Linked DNA regions of Mus musculus: regions 1, 2, 4, 5 and 6 are each linked to region 3. The links are chromatin contacts, called in public HiChIP or PLAC-seq, Micro-C and promoter capture Hi-C maps. All regions are on one chromosome and are shown on one strand. The core of a region is the stretch at or near the end of the contact, and the rest is flanking DNA. Distances in the headings are between cores, read along the strand shown. Region 1 holds the start of Azin1 (antizyme inhibitor 1). Region 2 holds the start of Klf10 (Kruppel-like factor 10). Region 3 holds the start of Pabpc1 (poly(A) binding protein, cytoplasmic 1). Region 4 holds the start of BC048602 (cDNA sequence BC048602). Region 5 overlaps Rrm2b (ribonucleotide reductase M2 B (TP53 inducible)). Region 6 holds the start of Ubr5 (ubiquitin protein ligase E3 component n-recognin 5).

What was found. Promoter capture Hi-C pulls out the DNA fragments that hold promoters and counts their contacts. Hi-C and Micro-C count contacts between places; a contact is called where the count stands out from the background. HiChIP or PLAC-seq counts read pairs in DNA pulled down with a chosen protein or histone mark.
Region 1: a promoter capture Hi-C map of pre-B cells shows a contact between it and region 3, with 6 times the contacts expected there. The contact joins the promoter of Azin1 here to the promoter of Pabpc1 in region 3. A contact is called at or near these places in 3 of 39 promoter capture datasets (embryonic stem cells, liver and pre-B cells), 3 of 484 Hi-C or Micro-C datasets (all in embryonic stem cells), 3 of 115 datasets of contacts at active chromatin or transcription factors (astrocytes, embryonic forebrain and extraembryonic endoderm stem cells) and 2 of 9 other capture datasets (adipose tissue and liver).
Region 2: a contact with region 3 is called in a Micro-C map of embryonic stem cells, with 11 times the contacts expected there. The contact joins the promoter of Klf10 here to the promoter of Pabpc1 in region 3. A contact is called at or near these places in 2 of 39 promoter capture datasets (liver and pre-B cells), 1 of 484 Hi-C or Micro-C datasets (embryonic stem cells) and 2 of 9 other capture datasets (adipose tissue and liver).
Region 4: a contact with region 3 is called in a promoter capture Hi-C map of hippocampal neurons, with 7 times the contacts expected there. The contact joins the promoter of BC048602 here to the promoter of Pabpc1 in region 3. A contact is called at or near these places in 2 of 39 promoter capture datasets (hippocampal neurons and liver).
Region 5: an H3K4me3 HiChIP or PLAC-seq map of pro-B cells shows a contact between it and region 3, with 4 times the contacts expected there. The contact joins the enhancer-like site here to the promoter of Pabpc1 in region 3. A contact is called at or near these places in 4 of 39 promoter capture datasets (the 3T3-L1 cell line, hippocampal neurons, liver and 1 more), 1 of 115 datasets of contacts at active chromatin or transcription factors (pro-B cells) and 2 of 9 other capture datasets (adipose tissue and liver).
Region 6: a contact with region 3 is called in a promoter capture Hi-C map of pre-B cells. The contact joins the promoter of Ubr5 here to the promoter of Pabpc1 in region 3. A contact is called at or near these places in 4 of 39 promoter capture datasets (hippocampal neurons, liver and pre-B cells), 1 of 484 Hi-C or Micro-C datasets (muscle stem cells), 3 of 115 datasets of contacts at active chromatin or transcription factors (astrocytes, embryonic stem cells and extraembryonic endoderm stem cells) and 2 of 9 other capture datasets (adipose tissue and liver).

What each region holds. Positions count from the first base shown.
Region 1 is chr15:38,517,383-38,521,616 of GRCm38.p6, reverse strand. Azin1 (antizyme inhibitor 1) reads left to right here and starts at 2,351. Exons shown (of 12, transcript NM_018745.5): 1 at 2,351-2,708.
Region 2 is chr15:38,298,531-38,302,646 of GRCm38.p6, reverse strand. It overlaps Klf10 (Kruppel-like factor 10), which reads left to right and starts at 1,936. Exons shown (of 4, transcript NM_013692.3): 1 at 1,936-2,088. The coding sequence starts at 2,053. It overlaps Gm35248 (a long non-coding RNA gene), which reads right to left and starts at 3,900. Exons shown (of 3, transcript XR_001781645.2): 1 at 3,826-3,900.
Region 3 is chr15:36,607,515-36,611,562 of GRCm38.p6, reverse strand. It overlaps Pabpc1 (poly(A) binding protein, cytoplasmic 1), which reads left to right and starts at 2,590. Exons shown (of 15, transcript NM_008774.3): 1 at 2,590-3,249. The coding sequence starts at 3,057.
Region 4 is chr15:35,326,636-35,331,053 of GRCm38.p6, reverse strand. It overlaps BC048602 (cDNA sequence BC048602), which reads left to right and starts at 2,519. Exons shown (of 3, transcript NR_045280.1): 1 at 2,519-2,674. Gm33584 (a long non-coding RNA gene) reads right to left here and starts at 2,064. Exons shown (of 3, transcript XR_383923.3): 1 at 1,762-2,064; 2 at 1,451-1,540.
Region 5 is chr15:37,948,520-37,952,894 of GRCm38.p6, reverse strand. The region is part of intron 2 of Rrm2b (ribonucleotide reductase M2 B (TP53 inducible)); the gene reads left to right. Among named protein-coding and RNA genes, the nearest start is that of Rrm2b, 10 kb to the left of the region's middle. Within about 2 kb of position 1,389, at least 7 of the 459 cell types and tissues checked have an H3K27ac peak or open chromatin away from gene starts, as enhancers often do. A contact at or near this core is called in pre-B cells and pro-B cells, where this site is marked.
Region 6 is chr15:38,075,585-38,080,300 of GRCm38.p6, reverse strand. It overlaps Ubr5 (ubiquitin protein ligase E3 component n-recognin 5), which reads left to right and starts at 1,447. Exons shown (of 59, transcript NM_001112721.2): 1 at 1,447-1,937. The coding sequence starts at 1,876.

The sequences.
Region 1 (4,234 bases), core at 1,102-3,601, 1.9 Mb before region 3:
TGCAAACATGCCTCTAGAGTGGAACGGGAAAGCCACTCCCAGTTCTCCAGCCCACCCATTTCTGCCCTTTCTTTCATCTGCTTCCTTTGACAGAATCCTGTTTCCCTGGAACATAGACCCTAGATTCACTCTGAACTGTTTCCTGAGAACTTTTCTCTCAGATGAAGTTATTTCTTCCTTCTACTTGGTTCCTTACAGCATTTACCTTGTTATCTGTCAACAATTTGGTTATTTTACGAACATTCCATTTCTCCTGCTAGACTGCAAACAAAATGTCAAATGGTGTGTTCATGTGGGCAAGAGCCTCCTTGGGAAGTTGCTGCAGTTTAAATGGATCAGAACTTAACAAAAGTGTTAGAGACTGAGCACAGTGGATCATAACTTCACATCCCAGAACTCTAGAGGTCAAGACTGACATGAATTCAAGGCCAGCACGGGCAATATATTAACTTCCTATCTCAAAAAAGGAAAAGGGGAGGGGAGAGAGGGATGGAGAGGGAGGAGGTAAGAGAAAGCTAAGATATGTCAAGAAAAATAGGGGAAACAAAAACCAGAAACTGAGCTCACAGTTCCCAACTTGTAATACTCTCTACCTCTGAAACATTCTGGCCTTACCAAATCTGCAAGAGCTCTTCCTTTCTTTCTGCCTTGGTGATTTATTAATTACTGTACCGATTACAAGATAAATGGAGTGAAAGAATGTGAAGGAGAGAGGGTTCAGGGTCTTACTTTAAAAGATCTTACGTTGAAGGGGCATCATAAATAGGGTAATACACGACTGTAATCTCAATCCCCTTAAATTGAGGCAGGAGACTTGCTATTTGGAGGTCAGTTTCAGCTACAGAGAAGTGCCCTGTCTGCCTGTCCCTCCCCTTCATTGTGCTGAGTCTGGAGTTGCAAAGATTTAGCAGGCTAGGACTGACTGCTAGTGATAAAATGGCCTTTGGTTTTTCCTTTTTCCAGACAGGGTTTCACTACGTGTAGCTCAAGCTGTCTAGAAACCAGGCTAACTTTGAACTCAAGAGATCCATCAGCTTCTGCCTTCTTATGCTGGGATTAAAGGCATGCACCACCTCATCCAGCTAGAAAAAGGATTTTAAATATAAGGGGAGGGGGGAGGCTACATCCGTCATTTTACTTTAGTAATAAAAGTTTATTAAATAATAGAGAATAGAGAAAAAACGGCCGGGCAGTAGTGGCGCACGCCTTTAATCCCAGCACTTGGGAGGCAGAGGCAGGCAGATTTCTGAGTTCGAGGCCAGTCTGGTCTACAGAGTGAGTTCCAGGACAGCCAGGGCTATACAGAGAAACCCTGTCTCGAAAAACTGAAGAAAAACAAAACAAAACAAACAAGATTAGAGAGAAACCCTGGTGTGGTGGCACGTGCCTTTAGCAGGAGCACCTAGGAGCACCTATATACCAGGCAGAGTTCAAGGCTAGCCTGGTATATAGAGGGAGTTCCAGGACAGCTTGGGTTGCACAGAGAAAGCCTTTCTGGAGAAACAAAACAAAAGAATAAAAAAAAAGAATGACTTCAAACGAGAAATGCAGAGGATTAAAGAGATGTGCCTTTAAGTCATGTAACTTCAGCAACACTGGCCCCGCTTTAATAGGGCTGGGTCTGACTGCATCAACCCTTTTTGAAAATGAAGACAAAGAAAGAAAAGCCACATTTAAAAAAAAAATCTACTGCACCATATTGCAACATGCGAACACGGAGGAACATTCTGGTACGATCAAAGCCTCAGTAACCACACCGGACTGGTTCTTGCTGGCCACGGGGAACTCATTTTCATAACGGAGCTCCGCAACCCATGGAGAGGCGGGAACCTCTCCCTCGGAATACAGTCCCCGGGCATAGTATACAGTTGTTACATAAACTAGTGCACCGAGAAAGCCCCGTGATGGCGCACACCCTCCTCTCCTAAAATACTGGAGTCGGTAAGCCGAGGACCCAGGACGGTCCCGAAGGCTGCCGTCAGCATGGACTAGCTGCCGGCTCACAAAGCGGATCGTTGGCTGCTAGCGTGGCGCGCAGGCGCCGCAAGGGCGAGGGCGCGATCCGCGATCCGCTGGGCCGCGCGCCCTCTGCCCCGCCTACGAAACTAGCAGCCCGCTGGGGAGCGGCTGCAGCGCGAGGGCGGGAAGCGAGCGCCGGGCCAGCACCTGCCAGGCCCGGTGGTCCCGCCCTTCGGCCCCCTAACTGCACAAGGCTGTCCTTCCCCTTCCGCCCCTCCCACATTCCCCGGCGGCACAGGCCCCACCCCCGTCGTGCGGCCGACCGGCCGTCTGTGACGTCAGCAGCCCCCGCCCCCCTGAGTATAAATACTGGCGTCTCTGGCACCGCCTTCCCACACTCTCTGGCTCAACTCTCGCCGCGGTGTTTCCGTTTTTCTCTCTGGTTGTCTCCTGCTCTGCTCTTCTCATCCTTCTCGCTCTGCTGCTCTGCGGAGTGACGAGGCTGAATCCTCTCCCCACCCAGTTCGCGCCTTTCTTCTTTTTCTCGCGCCGCTCCATTTCTCCAGTTCGGCTGCCGCCGCCACTGCTGCTCAGCTGGTGTCGGTGCCGCGCGTTTCCCCCACGTCGTCCCCGCAGCCTATGGCCCAGGCCGCCTTGGGTATTTCTGCTCAAGGTAACCACATCCCTCTTTAAAAATTCCGCCGAAAAAGAGAAGACGCTTTACCCGACTCTTTGGGCCGTTATCTCACGTGAGTACCGGACTTAGGGGCGCGGGAGGGTCCGGCGCCTGGGCTGGGCCACGCCGCCCTCGGTGTCCCCGCAGTGCCCCGCAGCCGGCGGCCTCGAACATGGCGGCCGGCGGCGTGTGTGGCGGCTGCCGGTGGCCCGGGCGGCGGCCGGCGCCTCGCGACCCAGGGCGGCAGCCGACAGCCGCGGTTGAGCGAGGGGGCGTGTGCGCGTGGGGCCGCGCTCGGGGGCAGGCTGGCGGTGGTCGCTGTTCCCTCTCGGCGGCATGCGGCCCCCACCCCACTCCCGTGGTGCATTGCTGTTTCCGGGGAGGGGGTCCGGCGGCAGCCTGGAGGGCTGGGGGTCCCATCGCCCTCTCCCTGTCTCAGTGCCTGCAGGGGGTTGTGGTGCGGAGTGGACGGGCTGCGGCGGCCGGGGCTCCGGGTTATGAATGGAGCGGGGCGGGCCTCGAGCCGGCATCTGGTGACAGCTGGGAGGAGGCTGGATTCTTGCGGGCGGGAGAGGGGGTGCGGAGTGCGCGCTCCCCCTCTGGCGGTGGAAAGTTGACCTCACTCGGGGCCGGCGGCGGGGAAGCCCCGGTGTCAAGTAGCAAGCGAATAGGCCTTTGGCCCTTTCTGGAAACCTCGGCGCTGCTGACCCGCCCCTGCGGCTCTCCTGATTGGGCCAAGTCGCTTTCACTTACCCCAGTCACCTCCTGAAGCCTGGAGATTAGTCACCATGGCTTCGTTTTCTGGTCCTAGCTGTGATCGCGGGGCAGAAAGAGGGCGAAGGGTAGGTTGATGCGGCTTATCAAGGACTCTGTTGGCTGCCAGCGGTTAGTAGTGTTTAAACGTTTTATGGTATTAAGTATCATGAACGTGTGTTACTGGCTGAACGAAGCAAGCAGTTTACACTGTTTACAGCCTCAGGATGTTTGAACAGATTGAACTCAGTTTTGTGGTGGATATCTTAGGTTGTTCTTGTCCTGTGGTGTTTTACCATTAATATATGCACAGCCTGGGTGAGAGCTGATTAACTTCCTCAGGAAAGGACTATGAGAACTAGGCCCGACAGGAAAGCAAGCTTGGTACCAATAAGCCCCGAGGAATTCACAGGTAATAAGTAGGAAAGGGTGTTTACATAAAACTGTAGGTTATAAAGATAAATGAGTAATCAATTTATTTCTCTAATGTTTTAGTATGATTCCCAACAATGAACTCAGAGTGGTACCTTCAATTTAGATTCCGCAGCTAACATTTTACTCTACTTACCTTCCAGCCATCTTACTAATTCTGCATTACGGACATCAAAATGCTTCATAGCTCTAACTTGAGTATTTCCATACATTAAATACAGTCCCATTCTCTAATTTTTAGAAATTGGCAGTAAAATTCTCATTATTTATTTGTACTGTTTGATTAGATTTTGTTGTTTGTTTGAGACAGGACCTCACTTTGTAGCCCAGACTTGAGTCTGATTTTCCTTCCTCATCAGCCTGGTGCTAGGACTCCAGGCTCAGGACAAGTTTGGCTTGTATTTAGTACGTTTT
Region 2 (4,116 bases), core at 687-3,186, 1.7 Mb before region 3:
TCCAAGTCCCAAACGCTCCTTACAACTCAGCCTGCAGAGTGGGTGTGGGGGCACCACGCCAGACACAGGGTTCAGGCTTGGTGGGTCTGGCTGTGACCTCTCCCGGAGGCGGCTCCCTGACAGGAAGGCAGGCAGGCAGGCCTGCCACTGGGCACACACAAGAGCTTCCTGCGCTGCAGCAGGTGCCCAGGCCAGCTGCTCCAGCCCTTCAGACTCAGATCAACAGGATGGGCCAGCCCAAGCGGAAGGAAGCCTGCAGGGAAGGACACTCCTGCAGACAGAAGCAGGGCACCGGGTGGAGAGAGGCAGGAAGAGCTGCCTGGGTTGCTGAGTTGGCGCTCCTCCAGCGGATTCAGAGCAGGCAGTGACAGGAGGCCATTCAGTCATCTTCCCCCACTCCCACCCCCACCCAGGGCTTCTCTGGCCCACGTTATTATCATTACATTTGTTGCTGGCTGGCTTTAGGTATACCAGAAGGAACCATCAGATAGATGTTGGTAGAGCTGGAGGCCTCTAAAACAAATTCCCTCCTTTACCTAGTCTGTGGTGACTGAGAAAGGGCACCTGCTTTAGCCCTTTTAGCCCAGCAGGCTGAAAAAGCCCACAGGAGGGCAGTGACTTTTGTCTCATGATCTGCCTGTCCCAGGGAGAAGATAAAAATCTCTAGTTTGCTTTAAGCCCCGTTATCACTCCCTCCGGCTCCAACAGCTGCCGTGAACCCGCACAAACGGGCGAGGGGGCGGGGCAATAGGGCGCCAACGAGGAGCCAAGAGCTCTCAGACTAGGAGGCTACAGCCTCAGCCGGGCTGCTGCACCCACAAGCTGGCTTCCCTAAGAAGCTCAGCTTGCCCTCAATCCCTGGAGCGGTGGAGGGGGCAGGGACAGGAACTCGATGTTTGACCGGGTCAGGAATCCCACCTGCAAGCATGCTTTCCTCACCCCATCCCCTCAAGCGGTTTCTTGGTAGGGCGTCGGCGAAGACTGTGGTCCCGCGGGTGGGGGAAGTGGAGTCCACCTTGGAAATAGCTCGAACATTGTATTTTAAACTTCAACTACATCAAACTCAAACTCGATTCTGCCACCGAGCGTCGGGTCTGGGGCTCCCTGCCACGCCACTAGCTCTTTGGTACCGGCTTCCCTTAGTCCCCACTCCAACCGCCCAGAAGGACGGGAGGGACGCGCAGAGGCGGGCCCTGCTGCTAGTGCCTGTGCTGCAGATGGGAGGACGAGCCAGCGCCTGCCGCCTTGGGCGTGGGCGGTGAGTGCGAGCAGGTGTCTGTTCCGTGACAGGGCTCCCGCCGCCACCATCTCGCCCTGGTTCTCCCCAGTCCTCCGGCTTAGAGTGACAAAACCCGGCAAATGCTCAGAAATGCCGCTCAGTGGTTCATCCATCCCTTGCTTCCACGCAAGACCCACGAGAACCACGCTGCCAAAGAACGTCTGGTGGCTCGGAGCCGCGCTCGCAGCCTCCGCCTCCGCCTCCTGCTCGGGGTCCCGCCCACTCCCTGGCGGGCCCAGACGCTGTGGGCGCGAAGGGGACTGGGCGGAGCGGGCTTCCCTTCCCACCCCCCACGTGGGGCCGGCTCTCCGCAAAGCCTAGTCGCCGCCACCGCGCCTCCCAGCTATGCCCCGCCGCCGGCGCCGCCCCCGGGCATGGGCGGAGGACTGAAGGCTAGGGTTGGGCGAGGGGCGTCACGGAGTCAGGTGGTCCCCGGAGTTCCCCGGGGCTGGACCGAGGGAACACGGTGCCTCGGGTTGTGTACACGCTCCACTGACAGAGCCTCTTGCAGCCGGGCAGCCGCTGATCACGCGTGGCTCTGCCAGCTCATTGGCTGAGGCCTCACACACCTTTGCCGCTGATTGGTCGACACTAGGCCCCGCCCTCTACCCCGCCCGCGGCGCGGGGCAGGCAGAGCGGCTACCTGCACGGGGAGGGGGGCAGACAGCGCGGAGCGCGGTGGCGTCGACGTCTAGTGTCTCAGTGCTCCCGTCTGTGGCTAACTAAGCAGCCAGCAGCCAGGCAGCTCGCGACCTGCGGCCAGGCAGCCAACCATGCTCAACTTCGGCGCTTCTCTCCAGCAAGCTTCGGTAAGTTACCTGAGGATGCTGGTCCTTTCCTGCCGGTCAGTGTAGGGGAGCCAGCCGGAGCGCGAAGCATGAGCCCCTAAATAAGCCACGCCTGAGAACCCAGGCTGCAGCGGGGTCTTGCAAGGGATTTCCTCCCTGCAGGCTGGAATATCATCGAGGGCATGTGCAAAAAAAAAAAAAAAAAAAAAAAAAAAAAAAAAGGGTCGGAAGAAGCCTGGGACCTGGACCAGGGGAGAGCGATCCTGGGTATCCAGGAGACAAGGAGGACTCTCAGGGAGACCCCAGGAGACGAGTGAGCTGGAGGGGCTGTCTCCCTGGAAGCGCGGTTTAGATGGAGGGGGCGCCCTGCACCTGGCTCTGGCGGGAGATGCCCCTGTCTGCACCAGGAATGCGACCCGGGGTGACAAGGACTACTCACGGTCTGCCTAGCCGAGAGGAGGGCGCCTGCTCTTCGGGGGAGGGGGAAACCCTGCCAGGTGGAGACCGCGGGGCTGGGCTAGCCCGGGGCTGGGGGAGGGGATGGCCGGCTTCGCGCGGGGTATGGAAGGCACGCGGACTCTGCGGCCGCCAGGGGAGCCGCGGCGCCCCCGCAGACGTCGGGAGGGGACTCCCCATCCGAGGCGGAGGCAGGTGGCTGCCTATAGATTACTCTTGGCAGGGGGCAGGGTCCTGCCTTGGAGCCCGACAGCTTGGCGGGGGAGTCGGGACCGCGAGACGCGGGGGCCGCGTGTCGAGGCGGGAACCGTGGGGCCGCGCGCCTGGAGCCCGTGCTGTGGGCGCCGCACGTCTGGGAGCCTGCAGAGACTGCTTGCGGGGGCTCAGGCTGCCGGAAACAGCAGTCGGACGAATGCTGCAGATGCGGGTAGGCTGAGGTCCCGCGGGCCGAGTGGGCGGAGTGCCCCAGGCTCCGGCCGCTCCCCGGAGGCGGCGAGCAGGAGGAGGGCGGCGGTCGGGCTTCCGCGGGGACCCGGCCCCACCTCCCGCAGCCGAGGCGGAGGCCAGGGATGGGCGGCGAACGGGTGCACCCGGGGAGCTTCTCGTCCCCGAGTGACCCAGCCCCGGCCTCCGCCAGGGGCGGGAACGAGGCCCGGCCCTGCTGTCGGTTCCTAAGGGAACCGCGGCTCGGAGGAGGTGGAAGGGGCGGGCGACTCGGGAGCCGACACCGCCCAGCCCTCGCGCCGCCCGGCGCGCACTGGCGAGCGGTTGGCGGCGGCGCCCGCGGCCCCTCCCCGGCCGAGCGGGGGCGGGGGCCCGTGCTCAGGAAGTAGGGGAAAGGTGACGGCGCGGCAATTCCCAGTTCACGTTTCCTGCGCCGCCCGGAGCAGTCGCTGATCACGCTTTGTTCACATGCCTCGCCCCCTCCTCCTCGCGCCCCCACCCTGCCCGCCCAGCCAATCCGGACGCGGGCCGCGGGCCGGCCGGCCAATGGCAGGGGCGGGGCGCGGGGACGTGCGCGCGGCGGGCAGTGTTCCCGGTGACTCACCCGCCAGCCTCATTGAGGTTAGGGCGGCCCCATCGGTCGGTCCCCGCCAGCGAGGATCTCCCCCGCCGGCCTCCCGCGCCCCGCCCCGCCCCGCCCCGCCTCGCTTCTGCCTCCACCCGGCTTCCCTTTCCTGCCTCGCACCAGCTCTTCGCTCCCTCCCGGCTTCCCCTCCCGGCTCACATTCTTCACCCCTGGCTGCCTTTTTTCCCACCCCTCTTTCTTTGAGTTGGTGACTATAGGCTTTTTACACTTACAGTCTTCATCCATTGCAGCTTACATAAAGGCGCGAACGATTATGCAATTACATTGTTAGTGATGTTTCAAGAACCGTGTCTTGTTTTCCCACACTCAGCAGGAAGATAGGCATTTTTAGAAAAGCGTTAAGATTATCATTGCCATTTTATTTATGTATTAGGTTTTTGCTTTGTCTTTATGAGTTCAGGCTGGCCCTGAACTAGTTATATAGCCAGAGTTGGCCTGGAGCCTTATATTCCAGGCTCCCCCACTTTATGAGGCTTTTCATAATTTTTGCAACCTCTACTTTA
Region 3 (4,048 bases), core at 1,341-3,840:
GTAGACCATTTCCCCCTACTTCTGCCCTTTACAATCATGTCTTCATGGGGTCCATTAGAAGACATATGCTAGAGACATATGCTCAGTGGGTAGCAGCACTTGCTCTCCCAAAGAACCCGAGTTTGATTTCCAGGACCCACACTAGGCAGCTCACACCCAACTCTATCTCCAGCTCCAGATCTGATACCCTCGTCTCACCTCTGTGAGCATCATTCATGTGTGGCATACACTCACAAACACACACTTTTTATTTTTAAAGGTAATCTTTTCTTTCAAGAGGATATGTAAAAAACAGTAGGTAAAGGTAGTGATTGTACCTGGTTTTAACTTTTGCTGCCATCTTTGCATATTACAACGGTCTTATGTTCATGTCCTTGGAATGTGTGCTCAGAGGAATATTGCAGGAGTTGGTTCTTACCTCCCATCATGTTGGGCCTGGGGAATCCAACTCAGGTTAGGCAGGGCAATAAACACCTTCACTGAGTTATACTGACAGCTTTCTCAAAGGCCTCTTCCGTTTTCATTTCGTTTTATATTGCTCTTTGCCTAGGAGCTTAAGTACTAAAATGATGTTGTTTTCTTTTAAACACTAACAATGGAATTTTCACTTTCATATTTTGAAGAAAAATTTTAGAATAGATTCTAATAGTAATATCCCACCTGATAAAGTGCTGGGATTCGATATTCACTACACCTTCAGGTTTATATTTATGGTGACCAGAAAAACCATTATTAACGTCCTGAGGATAAGAACTTTGCTTCGTTATCTTTACTTTAGGGTACCCAGCACACGATGGACATTCAATGACTATACTAATGGATTGATTTTAAACTACTTTCCTAGTAGACTGAACGGTGGTGTTTTGATGAATTATTGTTTTAACTAGAGCCTTATTTGAGTAAACAGATTTAGATTACATAGCATAATGTGTCTTCCTAAAGAACAGCCTTAAGCCGGGCAGTGGTGGTGCACCCCTTTAATCCTAGCAATTGGGAGGCAGAGGCAGGCGGATTTCTGAGTTCGGGCCAGCTTGGTCTACAGAGTGAGTTCCAGGACAGCCAGAGCTCCAGAGAAATCTTGTCCCGAAAAAACAAAAAAACAAACAAACAAACAAACAAAGAACAGCCTTAAATGATACTCATGTGTTAAGCATACAACATATTTTTCAAAACTGTTATCTTCCATCAATATGGGTGGGGAGGTGAAGATGGGGGAGAGGGGACAGCATCTGTGTAAGAGTCTCCGGACTTAAATTCTAACTGAGAAGAGTTATAACTAATTTACACTAGGCAATAGGCTAGGCTAACGATCATTGAAGAGCTGAGCAGTCATTTAACTTCTGACACCATTAACGGTAAAAATAGTACTATTTGCTTCACTTCCCACACATCATTGTCAAAGGATGTTTATAGAGGACTTCAAAAACTGTAAAACCTACTAAAGTGGAGTTTTTGGGTTGATGTAATGTCATTTCTACGAGTTGATATATTTGTGCCTATCAATCATTTATATTAATCCCCAAACCCTGGCATCCAAGAGCTAGATTAGGGTGGCCCTGACCTCAGAGATCTGCAAACCCCTCCTGCCTTTCCAAAGCTGGGTTAAAGGCGTGGGCACCACGCCTGGTGAAGTGGGTTAAAAGCGTGGCCAACCACGCCTAGTTAAGCAGGCTATCCAGGTTTGTTTGGGTAAGAGTGACAGATACCGAGTAATTATGAGAAACGCATACTTTAAAGGAAAAAAAATTTTTTTTTCGAGTCCTTTTTACCACTGTAAAAAATGTAGGAAGTGGCTAAGTGATTCCAACAGAACATCTTAAGCGCCAGACTCCCAACTGCCTTTATCCCATCCCCTCCCCTCCCCCTCGTCGGGGCCGCGGACCCGTGCTGGGTCACGCCCGGGACGGTTGGGGTCCGGTTGAGGTCAGCCAGCCCGCGGCCGTTGAGAACTCCAGCTCCCGGCAGGCACCGCTTCCGCGGCCCACGCGCGTGGCGGCGCTGCCCGCTGGGACTCGTAGTGCGGTCCGGGTAGGAGAACGAGGCAGTTACCCTGCCTCCTTCCGCGCACACCTAGGAAACCCGGCCGGCAAGGCTCACGCCCGCCCACCCGTTTCCAGCGCCGCTCGGGGGTGGGGGGCTAGCGAAGCAGAACCTCAGCCGGGGCGGAGGGAAGAGGCCGCCACTAGACGCGCACGTGGGGGGCGGTTGGCGCCCAGAAACCCGGAAGCCCCGCGCGCTGCCCACCCGCTGCGCTGACGGGTTAACGCTCTTTCGGGCGGGGGCGGGGCGTGTGCGCAAGGGGCGTGACCAGCGGCCGCGCCGAGGCCGCCCACTGGCCGTCCCGCCCTTTCCTGGCTTTGCGCAGCGGGAAGTCGGCCCCTGGCTGTGGCGCCTGCGCAGAAGCCCCGCCCCGCCTCGGGCCCAACCCCCACGCCCGCAGCAGCGGCAGCCGCCGCCACCTCTCCCTTCCTCTGCGCTTTCCTCCGCCTCCTCCGGCGCCGTCGCTCGCGTAGGGCCCTGGCGTCAGACGCGCGTGGGCGGGGCGAGTGCGGCGGGGGGTATAAGTAGAGGGTGCAGGAGGCGGTGCTTCCCCTTCTCCCCGGCGGTTAGTGCTGAGAGTGCGGAGTGTGTGCTCCGGGCTCGGAACACACATTTATTATTAAAAAATCCAAAAAAAATCTAAAAAATCCTTTGAAAAAACCCAAAAAAAATTTACAAAAAAATCCGCGTCTCCCCCGCCGGAGACTTTTATTTTTTTTCTTCCTCTTTTATAAAATAACCCGGTGAAGCAGCCGAGACCGACCCGCCCGCCCGCGGCCCCGCAGCTCCAAGCAGGAACCCAGAGACCGAGGCCTTCCTGCCGCCCGGACCCAGCACCGCCAGCCTCGCTCCCCCGGTTCCACGGCCGTTGAGTACGCGTCGATTCCGGTTGAATTTTGTCCCTCTGCGCTCGCCCCCGCTCCCCTCCCCCCGGCTCCGTCCCCCGGCCCCGCACTCGCTCTCCTCCTCTCACGGGAAAGGTCGCGGCCTGCGGCCCCGCGGGCAGCCGTGCCGAGATGAACCCCAGCGCCCCCAGCTACCCCATGGCCTCTCTGTACGTGGGGGACCTGCACCCCGACGTGACCGAGGCGATGCTCTACGAGAAGTTCAGCCCGGCCGGGCCCATCCTCTCCATCCGGGTCTGCAGGGACATGATCACCCGCCGCTCCTTGGGCTACGCGTACGTGAACTTCCAGCAGCCGGCGGACGGTGAGCGGCAGGCCGGAGGGTGGCGGGCGGGCGGCCATGCGGCCGGGGCGGCGGGCCTAGCGGGGCGGGCGAGGGGGCGGGAGGGCACGGCGCCGCAGCCCCTCGCGGGCCGGCACTTCCTCCTCTGCGACCATTTTCTCGCCATCGGTCGCTCTCAAACTTTAGGGCGATGACGCGCCCGGAGGGTGGTTGAGATAGCCTTCACCGCGCTCCCGCCACAAGCTGTGGGATTCGGGGGTTTCGAGTACCCTCCTGGAGCGGCGGGTGGAGGTACCCCTCCATCCCCTGCCCTGGCCCGGCAGTCAGGCCGGGGAGGAAGTACGATTCAGTGTTGGGAAATACCACGTGTTGAACCCTGTAACCTCACAGGCCCGAGGCCTGTTCCTGCCGGTGGCTCAATCGCTGGGAGGAGCCCTAGGCTTTAGAAGAAAGTTAAATAGGGTGATGCCTGGTGGTGGTGGTCCTTAGGGTCGTAAGCTCGTTCCTAATAGCACATCTCTGACCTGTGGACCAGGAAAGGCACCTTATACCATATATAATTGCTTGGGGTTTTCCCTAGATGAAGTATTCTTTAACCATGCCGTGGAGGAGGGGATGTGGAAGACTCTAGGGCACCAGACTCCTTGGCTCATTTTCAAACAAATTAGATCTTAAGTTTAATAGAAGTCGTTATTTAATGTATACATATGTATATTTTTTCTAAAATAGCACCTGTGGTTATGAATTTTAAACATGTTGACCAGTTTTGGTCCTAAATATTAGGGTAACCTGGATCAAATTATGCTGAGTTAATAGCATC
Region 4 (4,418 bases), core at 1,270-3,769, 1.3 Mb after region 3:
TGCCATGATATTCATGTTGGAAAATGCCATGATGAAACCCATAACTTTGTATAGTAGCTTTAAAAACTATAAAAATATCCCTGGTATATACTTCTGCTAGTATGTTGTATGAAATAGTATGTCGTATGTGAGCGAAGAGTGTGAAAGCAATGTTTTCCACTGTGTCTAAATCATTACCGAAGTTGGCAGATTTGGAAGGAAAATAAATAAATAAAGTTTTTTTCTCAATTTATTCTTTAAAAAATTTACTTCAATGTTAATTATTCTTAGACAAGTTCTATTTTTAATCATGTTTATTTATTGATTTTGGGGTGTATCTTTGATATGTTTGAGTACATGTGTGCACACATGTGTGCATGTATGAAGGCCAAAGGACAATTTTCTCCTCCCACCTTGTAGGTACTAGGAATTAGAGTCAGGTCACCAGGCTAGATGCTACACATCTCTACCCACTGAGCCATCCTGCTAGAACATAAATTGCTTTATTCTTGCATTAATGATGTTTGTGACTTAATTCTTTTAATCTTGCCACAGAAATGTTCATTTCTTTCTGAAGCTTAAAAATGATATCTTATCATATGCCTCCGTACAGGGGAATGCCAGGACCAGGAAGCTGGAGTGGGTGGGATGGGGAACAGGGCAGGGGGAGGGTATAGGGAACTTTCAGGATAGCATTTGAAATGTAAATGAAGAAAAGATCTAATAAAAAGGGTATCTTAAGTATTAATCTCATCTCTGAAAAATATTTGGAACATTTTTATTTAACATCCATTTCTGCTCTTATAATGTAGAGAAGTAGTATACAACTTGGCAAATAAATTTCATTAGACATGGAAGATTATACTAAAATCCCTACATGTGTTGCTGTAGATATATGATTAATGTTAAAATTTCAGTAAATGCAACACTAAGAAAGCATTGTAGAATGACTACCAAATGAAAAATTATTAGGACCAATTTTAGCAAGTTAAGTAAGTGTGAGTGTGCGCTCAAACATGCCCACATGTATTTTGGTACATGCATATATGAATGCATATACATTTATGTTCATGTGCAAGTAGAGGCCAGAGATTTATAGCAGGGTTTCTCACTCAACCTGGAGTTTGCAGATTTATTTAGTCTCACTGGCCAGCTTGGCCGCAGCATTCTTTACCCCCACTTCCCAGGACTGCTGGGATTATGAGGGGGCTGCCACTCCTGCCAGCCTTGTTACATGGGTACTGCAGATCTAAACTCCATCTCTCACACTGTGCAGCCAAACAGGCTACCCACTGAGCAGTTTCCCTAGTTCCAATGAGCTATTTTTGGATATCTAAATTTTACTTGCTTTTAAACTTTATAATATGTTTTTTACTTAACTTTATAAGGGATTTGCATGAATTCATACTGGATTGTACATGTTGGGTTCTGTCATTTAGTGATACCATTCAAGGCACACAAAGACACTGACTGCTGACTGTGCGGAGCTTCCGTCCTTTAGGGAGAGTGGGGCTCGAGCACACACTCCTCTTACACACCTGGAACACGATGAATGAATGCACTAGGGAGAAGAGCACAGGGCATTAGAGAATTTAGTGGTGGGAGAGATTAGAGAACTTTAAAGATGTAGCATTTAAGTCAGGCGTTGAGGAGTGAATAGAATTTGCAAAGAGATGAGGAAGACATAAATCTCATTTACTATCATGTGTTTATCACACCCACTAAAGTTCAAGCATGTAGGGTACTGTGTTCATTACCTCACTTGCTGGTGTGATACATTACCTCTCAACGACTCTCAGGTTCAGAAGGAAGGTCCATCAGGGCCAGGAAGCTGTAACAGAGGTCCTGGCAGCACGCACACACAGCTGCCACTCCTCACGTCTGGAGGCCAGGAAATACTGACGCTCCCCTTTCCCTTGTGCGCAGTCTAGAACCCCAGCCACCTCCACTCAGTCATTGTAAGTCTCAGATAAACTTCTCCAGAAATGCCGTCATAGACATACCCAGAGGTCTGTCTCCTAGGTGACAGTAAGCTCAGGAAGTCCACAGTGAAGATTAATTCCCTACAGGAATAATGCTACATCTATTAAAAAGATGTATAAATATATTCTCTTCACTTATGAAATTGGAATCTATAAGGAGACATATCCAAATGCTAAGCAAAGAGCTGCATTCCAAATTTATGAAACTAACAGAACAAAGAGCAGAAGTAGCCTCTGGAGAGTGGTGTTTGCTTACTGTGGAGGACATTCTGACGGTGGTGGACTCGATTTTTTAATCAGAGTCTTTGCAACATTTTAATCAGTCATTTTCTTCATGATATCCTTATCGAAGTAAGGTGGCTATTGGCTAATTTGAAAAGAATGAGATGGGGAAACTTCAACTTAAAATGTACTGTTCAAGTGGTAAATATATAAAAGAATATATTTCTAGCCCTATGTGACGGTCTGAATGAAAATGGCTCTCATATGCCCACAGGAAGTGGCACTGTTAGGAGGCGTGGCCCTGTGGACGTAAGTGTTGCCCTATTGGAGGAAGTGCTTCACTAAGGGGTGGGCTTGGAGGCCTCAGAAGCTGAAGTCAGACCTAGTGGCTCACTGCCTCTTCCTGTCTCTCAGCCCCTCTCTAGCACCATGTCTACCTGCAGGCTGCCATGCTTCCTGACATGATGACAATGGACTGAACCTCTGAAACTGTAAGCCAGCCCCAATTAAATGTTTTTCTTCATAAGAGTTGCTGTGATCGCGGTGTCTCTTCACAGCAATAAAACTCAAACTAAGACACCAAATCTGGCGGCTGTGCCCTGGCGCTGTCCTATACTTCAGATATAAACTAGAGCTGTGAGTGAGCCTTATGTTGCTGCTAGTAAAACAAACAAGGTATCTGCTTCAGACAGTTCACTGCGGATCTTGGTGAGGTTCATAAATAATGCTACACAAATTTAAGGTCATTTGCTAAATAGATTTAGTTTCCAATGTAATTTTCCTAAGCTATTTAACCTAATCTAACCTTACCAAAGAGAAAGACCTATTTAACCTAGCTTTACTTTATCCTTGTTTGGGGGACAGGATCAGTAGACTTCCACTACCAGACACATGTATACCGGGTTGAAGCTTTGTGTTTAGCAGAGCCTGGGAAGATGCCTAACTCGTTAACATCTGCTTGAACCATAGCCATTGACCCACCCACAAAAAAAAAAAAAAAAAAAAAAAAAAAAAAAAAAAACCCTAATCATACAGATCTTAAGTTTAATGTTTTGAGGTCCTGACGTGGTTAATTTTGGCCAGAACAACATTATCTCCAAATCATGCTGCAATAGGGCCACTGGGAATTTTCTTTGAAATGGAAGCTATGCTAGGGAATTATGCACGTACACATTAGAGTAAACATTAACAGATGACAGGTTTCTTCATGTCCCATGAATTCTGTCATTTATAATCACTGCCAAATAATTGTTCAAAATGACACAAATCACTTTGAAAACCGAACTCTGGCTCTGTTTGCTTTAATGGGAAACCTATCCCTCTGAGGCTAGACCACATATAACTGAGGCGGACCCATGATTTACACAGGACTGGGGGCTCTATACTGGCCACAAGACATCAGATTTGGAGATTTCTTCTAATCTCTGATCAGAGTTTACACACTAGTCTCCATTAGAATTTGGCCCTGCATTTAAGCATGGCAATAAATTAAATAATTCATTTCATCTTTGCATTATTTCTCTAACAGTAGATTAGCAAATGATTCAACGAAACCCCAATCATATAATTTTGATAGTCTGATAAAGGCTATTATTATAAACAGTATTGTTATAAATGTTTTGAAAGTTTATTTATAAATTGGATTGACTTTGCCTGGTTCCTAGGTTACTGACATGTGATCTCTCAGCAGTAAACAAAAAAAATGTATTGTAAAAATCCTTATTTCAACAAATTATGCCAAATCTTAATAGACATTTTGTTCCAGAGCCTGAAGGATTTTTAATGAAGTCTATTACCTTTATTAGTAGCCAAGAACTGAGAGTCCAGCCTTTCCACTTCCTTTTAAAATGCGAGGTCCGCAAACCTGAAATTTTCACTTTTACTTTTCAATTTTGAACTGACATTCCAATCTGGGAGGGGAAGGAGGAGATGTAAAGACACCAAACACTCGAAGGTACCCCAAAGTGGGATCTCGCTGCTAAGAGCAGCAGCAAGCTTTCTTCTACAGGATCCAGGACTCTGTCGCCCTTTCGCATCCCGGCTGCGAATTCGTCCCTGCAACGCCTCCTGCCGGTCGGAAGCGCAGACGCCTTAAGGGCCTCTCGCCGTCTAGGAGGCCGGGGACAGGCGAGCCGTCTCCGTAGCGCCACCGCGGCCGTGAGCACGCGTGGGAGCGTAGGCCGCAGCACTGCAGCTCTAGGAAAGGGAGAGCGGGGCCTCGGCTCGCGCCTGCCC
Region 5 (4,375 bases), core at 140-2,639, 1.3 Mb before region 3:
GCCAGGCCTAACACCAGTTTATACTGTGGCCAGCAGAATGAACAGAGTTGCAGCTGTAGTTTTAAAAAGATGAAGGGTGAGAACCGGGCGTGGTGATGCACACCTTTAATCCCTGCATTCAGAAGGCAGAGGCAGGTGAGTCTCTGAGTTTGAGGCCAGCCTGGTTTACAGAATGAGTTCTGGGACAGCCAGGGCTAAACAGAGAAACCCTGGCTCCAAAAGAAAACAAGAACTCCAAAAATCTGCCAAAAGGGTGAAAACTGTGAGGACCCTGCACTAGCTTGAGAGACGGACCTGGCTGGACAAAGGTGCAGTTGTGTAAGCAGTTTGACCATCTCTGCAGGGCATTCAACTATGAGCCTGCCAGGCTGAGTTCACAATCTAGCTCTGCCTTCAGCTGCAGCAAACCAGAGGCAACTGCCCCAGCAGGCAACTGCTGATCACTTACTGGAAATGTAACTGTTTCCACCTTCAAAGGGAGTTGAACACACAAGTTACATAATTCTTGCTGGCTTAATAAGAACAATTTAGTCATGCAAATGATTACTGTATAATTTAATTAAATACACAGGTAGTTATTGTCTTTATTATTTAATTATTTCTTATTGTTCATGATATTGACATAACATCCTTACGCTGTATATGAATCAATAAGCATCCCTATCTCTGGTGAGCTGTATCCATGTGAATAAATATCATTGGATCTGTATGCCTGTCAGTCAAAAGACCAAATGTGGGCTAGCGAGATGACTCATTGGGCAAAAGAACTTTCTGAACAAGCCTGATGGCCTGAATTTGATTTGTGGAGTCTACATTAGGAGGAGTGGACTCACTCTTGAATTTTCTTCTGATCTCTACACATGTGTTGTGGCACACACATGATCTCTTTCTCTCACCCCACCTCTTATACACACATGAATGTGTACAATAAATAAATAAATAGATAAATAAATAGATGTTTATCTATGGAAACAACACTCTGTAAAGAGTGCAGGGTCTGAGGCCAGGCTGCTTGAGTATAAAGCCTGCTCTGCCGCATATTATCTGTGGAAGTAGTCCTCATTTCTCCTTGCATTTTCACTGCTAAATCAGGCTAAATATATATAACACATTGGGTTGTTTTGAGGATCAATGAAATAGTTACAATCATATTTGACACTTGGTAAGCACTAAATAAATGTAAACTATGAGTTCATACAAAGAATGGGGAATTTTTAACCTAAAAATTTAAAAGATACCAATGTCTGAAATTTCTTTTACACTGTTTTTGGATATTTGTCTACCTTTGTTATATTGTCAAAATTATTATTATGTATTATAGTTGACATACAGACCAAAACACCCAACTGAAACAAGTATTCAGTATGGTTTGCACACCTGACTTTCCCTATTTGTCTGTGGTTTTTAGAAAACTTCTGTTAGATATGGTTCAGAGAACACGTAGAGCACACAGTTGATCTTTTGTTTGTCATGTTTTTAAAAGGTACCCGTGTGTTTGGGTTTCTGAAAAATTCATTGGAAATTAATTGCTTCTTTTTGAAACTGTAATAAATGTCTTGTAACCAAGAAATGCTAATTAAAAATTAAAACACAGAAGTTGGTATGGATTTTACAGGAAGCTTCAAATACATGTTTGAAAGGAAGTCAAAGATATTTTTAGTCCCACATATTAAACAAATTATGTTAAAAAACAATTAACTTTATATTCTAATTTTTAAAATCAGTGGTTGAATTTAATTCCCAAATATTAGGCACTGACTCAGAAGACAAGAATTTTTTTTAAAGCTAGTTGGGCATTTCCTGTAGTCAGCTTTTTTGTTACTATGACAAAAATACCTAAGAAAATAAAGTTATATAGTAATTGTGCCACCACTAGCAACCAAGCCTTTACTTTAAGGCATGGTTCTATGGGGAACAGCAAGGCTCTAAAACTGTAGCAGCAGCAAGTGAAACTGTAGCAGCAGCAAGTCTGGAGTTACTATGTAGATGATGAAACTGTAGCAGCAGCAAGTCTGGAGTTACTATGTAGATGATGAAACTGTAGCAGCAGCAAGTCTGGAGTTACTATGTAGATGATGAAACTGTAGCAGCAGCAAGTCTGGAGTTACTATGTAGATGATGAAACTGTAGCAGCAGCAAGTCTGGAGTTACTATGTAGATGATGAAACTGTAGCAGCAGCAAGTCTGGAGTTACTATGTAGATGATGAAACTGTAGCAGCAGCAAGTCTGGAGTTACTATGTAGATGATGGGATTGAGGATGAGCTCAAATGAGAGAAAACCAGCACAAGAAATTCTGTGTTTCTAAAAGAGTACATAGCCATAATTATATAACAGTATAAAGTAAAAGTTATGGGGCATTTTTCAGCTCGGTGTTTAAAGAGGCAAGTTTAATATTTAAGACTAGACATATTGCAGTATTAAATTCACTGCCAGGAATCCCCCTGACCCTATTGTATCTCCAGAACTTAGCAACTGGCATGTATTGAGTGCTCAGTGAACACTTAAAAGTATAGCAGGAAAAGAGTTAAGGAGACTGAGGTTTTGTTAGAGTAATGAAAAGGAGAACAAAACCAGCTGAGTTTACAAAGGACAGTTATAGTTTCAAATATTAGTCATATTATTGTTAAACACACTTAGAGATTTTTATAGGACAAAACAATAGCTATAAGAGCTGTGCATTGTTTTGTCTTCCCCAAATTTGTAAGTTGAGTTATTAATTCCCAGTGTGATACTGTTCAGAGTGTGGCAGTGAAGGTGTTTGGCAATGAGGATATTGATCTCATGGGTGGCATTAATGCCTTTATAAAAAGAGACGTGAGAAGGGAGCTTTCTCTCCACCCTGTGAGCATATGGCAAGAAGGTACCCATATACACTATAAACTAGAAAAGATAGCTCCTTCAAAAATTTCACCATGGGGCTGCTGAGATGACTCAGGAGTTAAGAGCACTGGCTACTCTTCCAGAGGACATAAGTTTGATTCCCAGGACCCACATGGTGGCTCAAAATGACCTGTAACTTCAGTTTCAGGTAATCTAACTTTTCTCTTTTGGCCTCTGGGGCACCCAATATGCACACAATACACAAACATACATCCAGACAAAATATCTATACACATAAAAACAATTTAGACATACTGTTCCCCCACCCTGTCTTAGATAGGGTTTCCATTGATGTGATAAAACACCATGATCAAAAGCAACTTAGGGAAGAAAGGGTTTATTACAGCTTGTACATCATCATCCAGGGAAGTCAGGGCAGGCACTCAAGGCAGGAACCTGGAGGCAGGAACTGATGCAGAGCTTTGCTAAGCCTGTTTTCTAATAGTTCAGAAGACCACTAGTGTAGGGGCAATACCACCCCTAGTGAGCTGGGTCTTCCAACATCAATCATCAATTAAGAAAACTCCACAGGCTTGCTCGTGGATTACTCTGCTGTGTATAGGAGGACATGTTAAGTTTACATAAAACTAGCTAGCACAATTGGCCCTTTGTCAACTTGACACACAGACTCATCACTATTATACTATAACCATTTCCTTTCTTGCTCTTACCTAAGATTTCATGTCAATAATAATTTTACAATATAAAACATTCCAGCTGTTATTAAAGATTATTTATTTACTATGTATACAGGTTTCTGTCTACATTATGCATGCATACCAGAAGAGGGCACCAGATCTCATTATAGATGGGTATGAGTCCCATGTGGTTGCTGGGAATTGAACTCAGGACCTCTGGAAGAGCAGTCAGTGCTCTTAACCTCTGAGCTGTATCTCCAGCCCCACATTCCAGCTTTTAAAAATCCCATAGTCTTTACAAATTCATTCACTGTAAAGGTTTAGTCACTTTAAAATATCCAATGTTTCTTTAAAATATCCTAAATCTCTAAAATATCCATATTTCTATAAAATATTCAAAATCTCTCTGAAAGTCCAAAGTCTCTCCAAAACTTTGAATCTTTTTTTAAAACAATTGTTTCTTAACAGTAGCCTCTTGTTAAAACAAAACAAAAAACAAAAACAAAAACCCTAGGTGCTTTCATAACTGCAAGAGGGAAGAAAAGTGGACAATCACAAACAAATCAAAGCAAAATCAAAGTCCAACAGTGTAAAAAGTTCAGTGTTGCTCCTCTGAGGTTCACTCAGTGATCTTGAACTCCACCCGAGACTTCAGGCTACACTTCCCTGCTCTCCTGTCTTCCACACTCTGTCTTCTGGCCTCAGGCTGGCTCCACTCCACAGCTCCTGCTGTCCTTGGTAGCTGCCCCATGGTACTGGCATCTTCAAAATTTTAGACTTGCTGTTGTACCTGGGCTGCACCTTCATTGGCATCATCTGGCCTTTTGAGGGACTCTAGCCCTGCCACGCAGAGCC
Region 6 (4,716 bases), core at 198-2,697, 1.5 Mb before region 3:
ACTGCCGGGCTAGCCAGGACATCCTTTGCCTTAGAGTGAGGTGTACTGTACTTGGAGCCATTGGCAGTATAAAGCAGTGCACACAATATGTTAAAAATCTTTCATTATGTGTATGAACTGCTGTGTGCCTGACACATCTTTTTGCTTGACATACAGTATTTAGACCCAGTGTATAACAAAATGCTGTAACTGGGTAAATAATTAAGGCCACTTGGTTAAGTAGCAGAATCAGGACTGAAATTCTACTTTGTCTGACTCTAGAACCAGCAGTGTCCATCACACGGACTTGAGGGGAAAAAAAAATCAAAGTAGCAATTACAGGATGGTTGGTAGTCATGGGATGCAGCGCTTTCAGTGGCTTAACTCACTATTAATTGACTGACACAAGGTCTTACTGTGTAGTTCTAACTGGCCTGGAACTCTTAGATCAGGCTGGCCCACAACTTAAGATGTCTGTCTGCCTCTGTCTTCTGAGTGCTGGGACAAAGGTGTGCATCATTGACCAGCCTTGAACACTTTGTAGTTTATCTAGGTGAAAACTGGAGCTGATGGCCAACTAAAAATTATTCCTTATCTGTCTCATGGTGTACCCAGTAAATCTTGATATCTAATTTTTCATGTATTCTCAAAAGAACTTCCTAAACTAAAGAAGAGAAGAAAACTGCTCTGCTGTGCAATCATTAATGTTGTATACCCGATTTAACGAACGACTGTTACAGACTGGAGAAGAGGCTTCATGCTTTCAGCGGAATTCGATATTTCGAAAGGATCACAGAAAACTTTAAGAGGGAAACTGTACCGGTTCGGGAGTGAGGGTACGCGGAGGAGGAAGAATTTCATAAGTTGTAGTTCTGATACCCCAGGTCACAAGAAATCTCCCTACAACAGATGCATATCATCTTTCATTAAAGTATACACACACACAACCACCCCCATATAAAAACCACACGAATAACTAAAAAGTGGAAATTTCCACGTTGCACGATGGTAGTGCTGATGAAAGCTGCTACACAGTCACTTCCAAGATCCTACTATCAGGTTTTGATAAGGCTCTTACGTAACTGCCTGCCGTAGGAAGCGGAGCATCTCTGGTTCCTCGGGGTACATTTCTCTTAAGTATAAATGCGGCTGGAGGACGAGAAACAACAACAAGCCATTCGCATATGCACAACCATTAGGGATCCGGGAGGAAAAGAAACCCGGCGCGCGTGCCCTTTCGCCCGGCTTCCCGAGCACGTGCTCTCTGGAACACGCCGCCCCGCCCCGGGGGGCCGGGCTCGCGGCCCAGCGCGCCAATAGGCGAGCACCTTACAGCACCGTGGCCCGACAACGTTAAGCGGCCCAATCGCTGGGGCCCGGCCGCCCGTTTCCCGGAGCCCCGCCCCGCGCGCAGAGCCCCGCCCCCGCGGCCCCGCCCTCCGCCCCTCCCCCGCCGATCGGCGCCCAGGCTGCGAGACGGAGAAACTGGGGCAGAAGTGAAGATGGCGGCGGCGGCGCTGGCGGCGGCGGTTCGTCGCCAGTGACGCGCGCTGCGGGCTGCTGTCCCTCCCCGCTCCCCGCGTCCGCCGCGTCCGCCCCGGCACCTCTCCACCCGCCGCTCGCCGCGCTCCGGGCTGCCCTCGTCCGTGCGCGCCGTGGCCGGCCGAGCGGGCGGCGCGTTGATCCGCCCTCCCGCCCGCCGCGCCGGGCCGCCGGGCCGCGGACACACGCTCGGCGGGGAGGCGGCGGTCCCTGCGCGCTCGCGGCCCTCCGTTTGGGGACCGGGAGGAGGAGGCGGTGGCGGCGGCCGTGGGATCCGGGGACGGGAAGGGGATCGGGGGGCCGGACGACAGCGGGAGCGGCTCGTTCCCGGGAGCGGGGCGCGCAGGCGGTACCATGACGTCCATCCATTTCGTGGTCCACCCGCTGCCGGGCACCGAGGACCAGCTCAATGACAGGTAATGGGGCGGGGGAGGGGCACCTCCCTCCTTTTTCCCCTCCCCCACGGCCGCGCCGGGGGCCCTACCGCCCCCTGTAGGCCCGGTGTGGGCCAAACTTGGGAGCCTCGGGCCGCGGGGCGGGGGCCGGCGCGGTGTGGACGCGGCTGCGGTGTAGACGGCCCGGCGCGCTGCCCCCTCCCCCTCCCGCGAGGAGCCTCGTTGAACTCGGCGGAGCCGGGGGCTCCCGGCCCAGGCCCGAGGAATCCATATTAGTCAAAGTTGAATTGAGACAGACAATGCGGATGGGGGATGGTGGAGGTGGAAAAGAGAGGGAAGAGGAGCGGCGGGTTCGGGGGCTCCCGCGAGTCGTGTCCCGGGGGCTGGGTTTCCCCGGGGAGGCGGGGTGGGGGTGGGGGAGAGATTCCCGGCAGACCGCGGGTTGGGAGGGGGAGGAGGGAGGGAGCGCCATGATTATTGTTATTATTATTAGATTTGAGCCCCTGCAGTGAGGTTGACTGCCCCGGGAGGGGAATGAAGTCAGGCGGGGGTTGGGGAAGTGGATTGGATTCCCTTTGCTCTCCTTCCTTCGCCTTGGTACTGCCAAACTGCTCCTGGGCCCCTGCGGTGAGAGCCTTTTTGTTTCCTTTTTTATTCTAATGATAGTGTTTTCTGGAGTTGTAATTTGACAGCTGAAAACCGTGAGTGGAGTGTCAAAGGAAAATTCTTCGGTTTGCAGTTCGCAGTGCTGCTTAACGCGCTGTGAATTTCTGGGTTGGGTTTGTTACGGGCAGAGGAGGAATTTTGATTTAAAATATTTGAAAAATCTCTTAAGGCTGTTTTGATTTGGATTTTTTTCCCCTTCGCTCTGCCACTGTGTCTTACCACTTTAGGATATTGAATTGAGTTGCAGGGCCACATGCTCACTGGGACCTAAGATAAAGCAGGAAAAAAAGTCCCTGTACTGTTGCAAAACAGACTCGGAGGTTGAGGGAGGCCTCCATTAAAGCATGTCTTGAGATCTAGGACTCACATCTAATGATGGGCCAAATGTTTACAGGTCGGAAAGTGGATCGTTTTAAGCTTCCTTCTCCCCGCATACGTCGCTGCTGGCCCATATTTCTTTTGCGTGTGGAAGGCCATCAAGTTTAGATTCAAGGTGTAATTTTTGCTAAGTGACCGGGTGACTTACGTTGTGTGACGCCCAGTTTGTCATGCTCTTCCCGGAGAGAGGAAGAGACCTAGCTTGGCCTCTAATGTGTGAGTGTTACCTTTACCTTGGTCTGGCAGCTTTTAGATCCTGGGCTGGCAGTCTAGTTTCTGGCTTGGGGTGGGGATTTGTCTAATCTTTACTGTAGCCTATTGTTTAAATACATGTTTGTAAAACTCAAAATGCCTGTTGAAAAGATCAACTACGAGCCGGGCGTGGTGGCGCACGCCTTTAATCCCAGCACTCGGGAGGCAGAGGCAGGCGGATTTCTGAGTTCGAGGCCAGCCTGGTCTACAAAGTGAGCTCCAGGACAGCCAGGGCTATACAGAGAAACCCTGTCTCGAAAAACCAAAAAAAAAAAAAAAAAATCAACTACTTGGAGTTGTCTTATAGTTAACAATTTTTTAATTTAAACATTTTGTTATAGGATCCTTACTCTGACTTACTTTCATTAGAGATGCTTACAACTTCAACAGAAGGCTTGGGGGGGGGGTGTAAATCTTAGAATCAGATTAGTGGGGAGGAAAGCTCTACTGCCATTTAGAGAAGTGTGTTGGTCATGTTTGAGTCATTTTGCTTGTAACTTTGAAATTTGCACCAGAGAAGTAGGGCATGCTTTTTGTGGTGGTCCTAACTTTATGTACCAAGAATTTTAGTGTATTTATTGAGAGTGCATGCCAAGATCTTAGTCTTTGTGCTACCAATCTTCTATTTATTATTTACTTATGTAGGCAGAATCCTGGCTGGCCTAGAATTCACTACGTATCTGTAGGATAATGACCTTGCACTTCCTACCCTACTGCCTCTACCTCCCCAGTTCAGTGATTACAGGCCTGAGCCACCACACCCAGTTTACCTGGGGAATAGAATCCAGGGCTTCCTGCTTCCAGACAGATACTTTACTAACTGTCCTATATCTCCTGTGTGTGTTGGACCTTTTGAATCACTTCTTAGTTTTTTGTTTTTGTTTTTTGAGACAGGGTTTCTCTGTAGTCCTGGCTGCCCTGGAACTCACTCTGTAGACCAGGCTGGCCTCGAGCACAGAAATCCGCCTGCCTCTGCCTCCCAAGTGCTGGGATCAAAGGCGGGCCCCACCACTGCCTCACTTAGTGTTTTTTTGTTTTTAAACTTCAGGTGTTTGAGAAATTTACACACAGGATCTTTTTAAAAATCTGTTATTTTCCGAGTCTCAGCTTTTCCTAAAGCCCATGTACTGTATTAAGAATATTTAGGTACTTGCTTGTGACTTTGTTGTCGGAGTGCACACTTTGTGTGTGTGTATCTGTGTCTGTCTATCTAGATAAGTAGACGGGCAGACAGTGTCTCTGTTGCCCAGGCTGGGTTGATTGACAATCTTCTTGCCTTAGCCTCCTGGTTGCTGGGATTATGGACGTGTGCAGCAACGCTTGGGCTGAGTCCTTAGTTTGTTTTTATTTTATGTGTATATGTGAGTGCCTGCATGTATCCATCAGTACCATGTGTGCAGCTGGTGTAGGAGGAGGTCAGAATAGGGTGTCAGATCCCCGGATTGGAGATTGAATACTGTGAGCTGCTGGATACGGGTGATGAAATGGACCCACAACCTCAGCA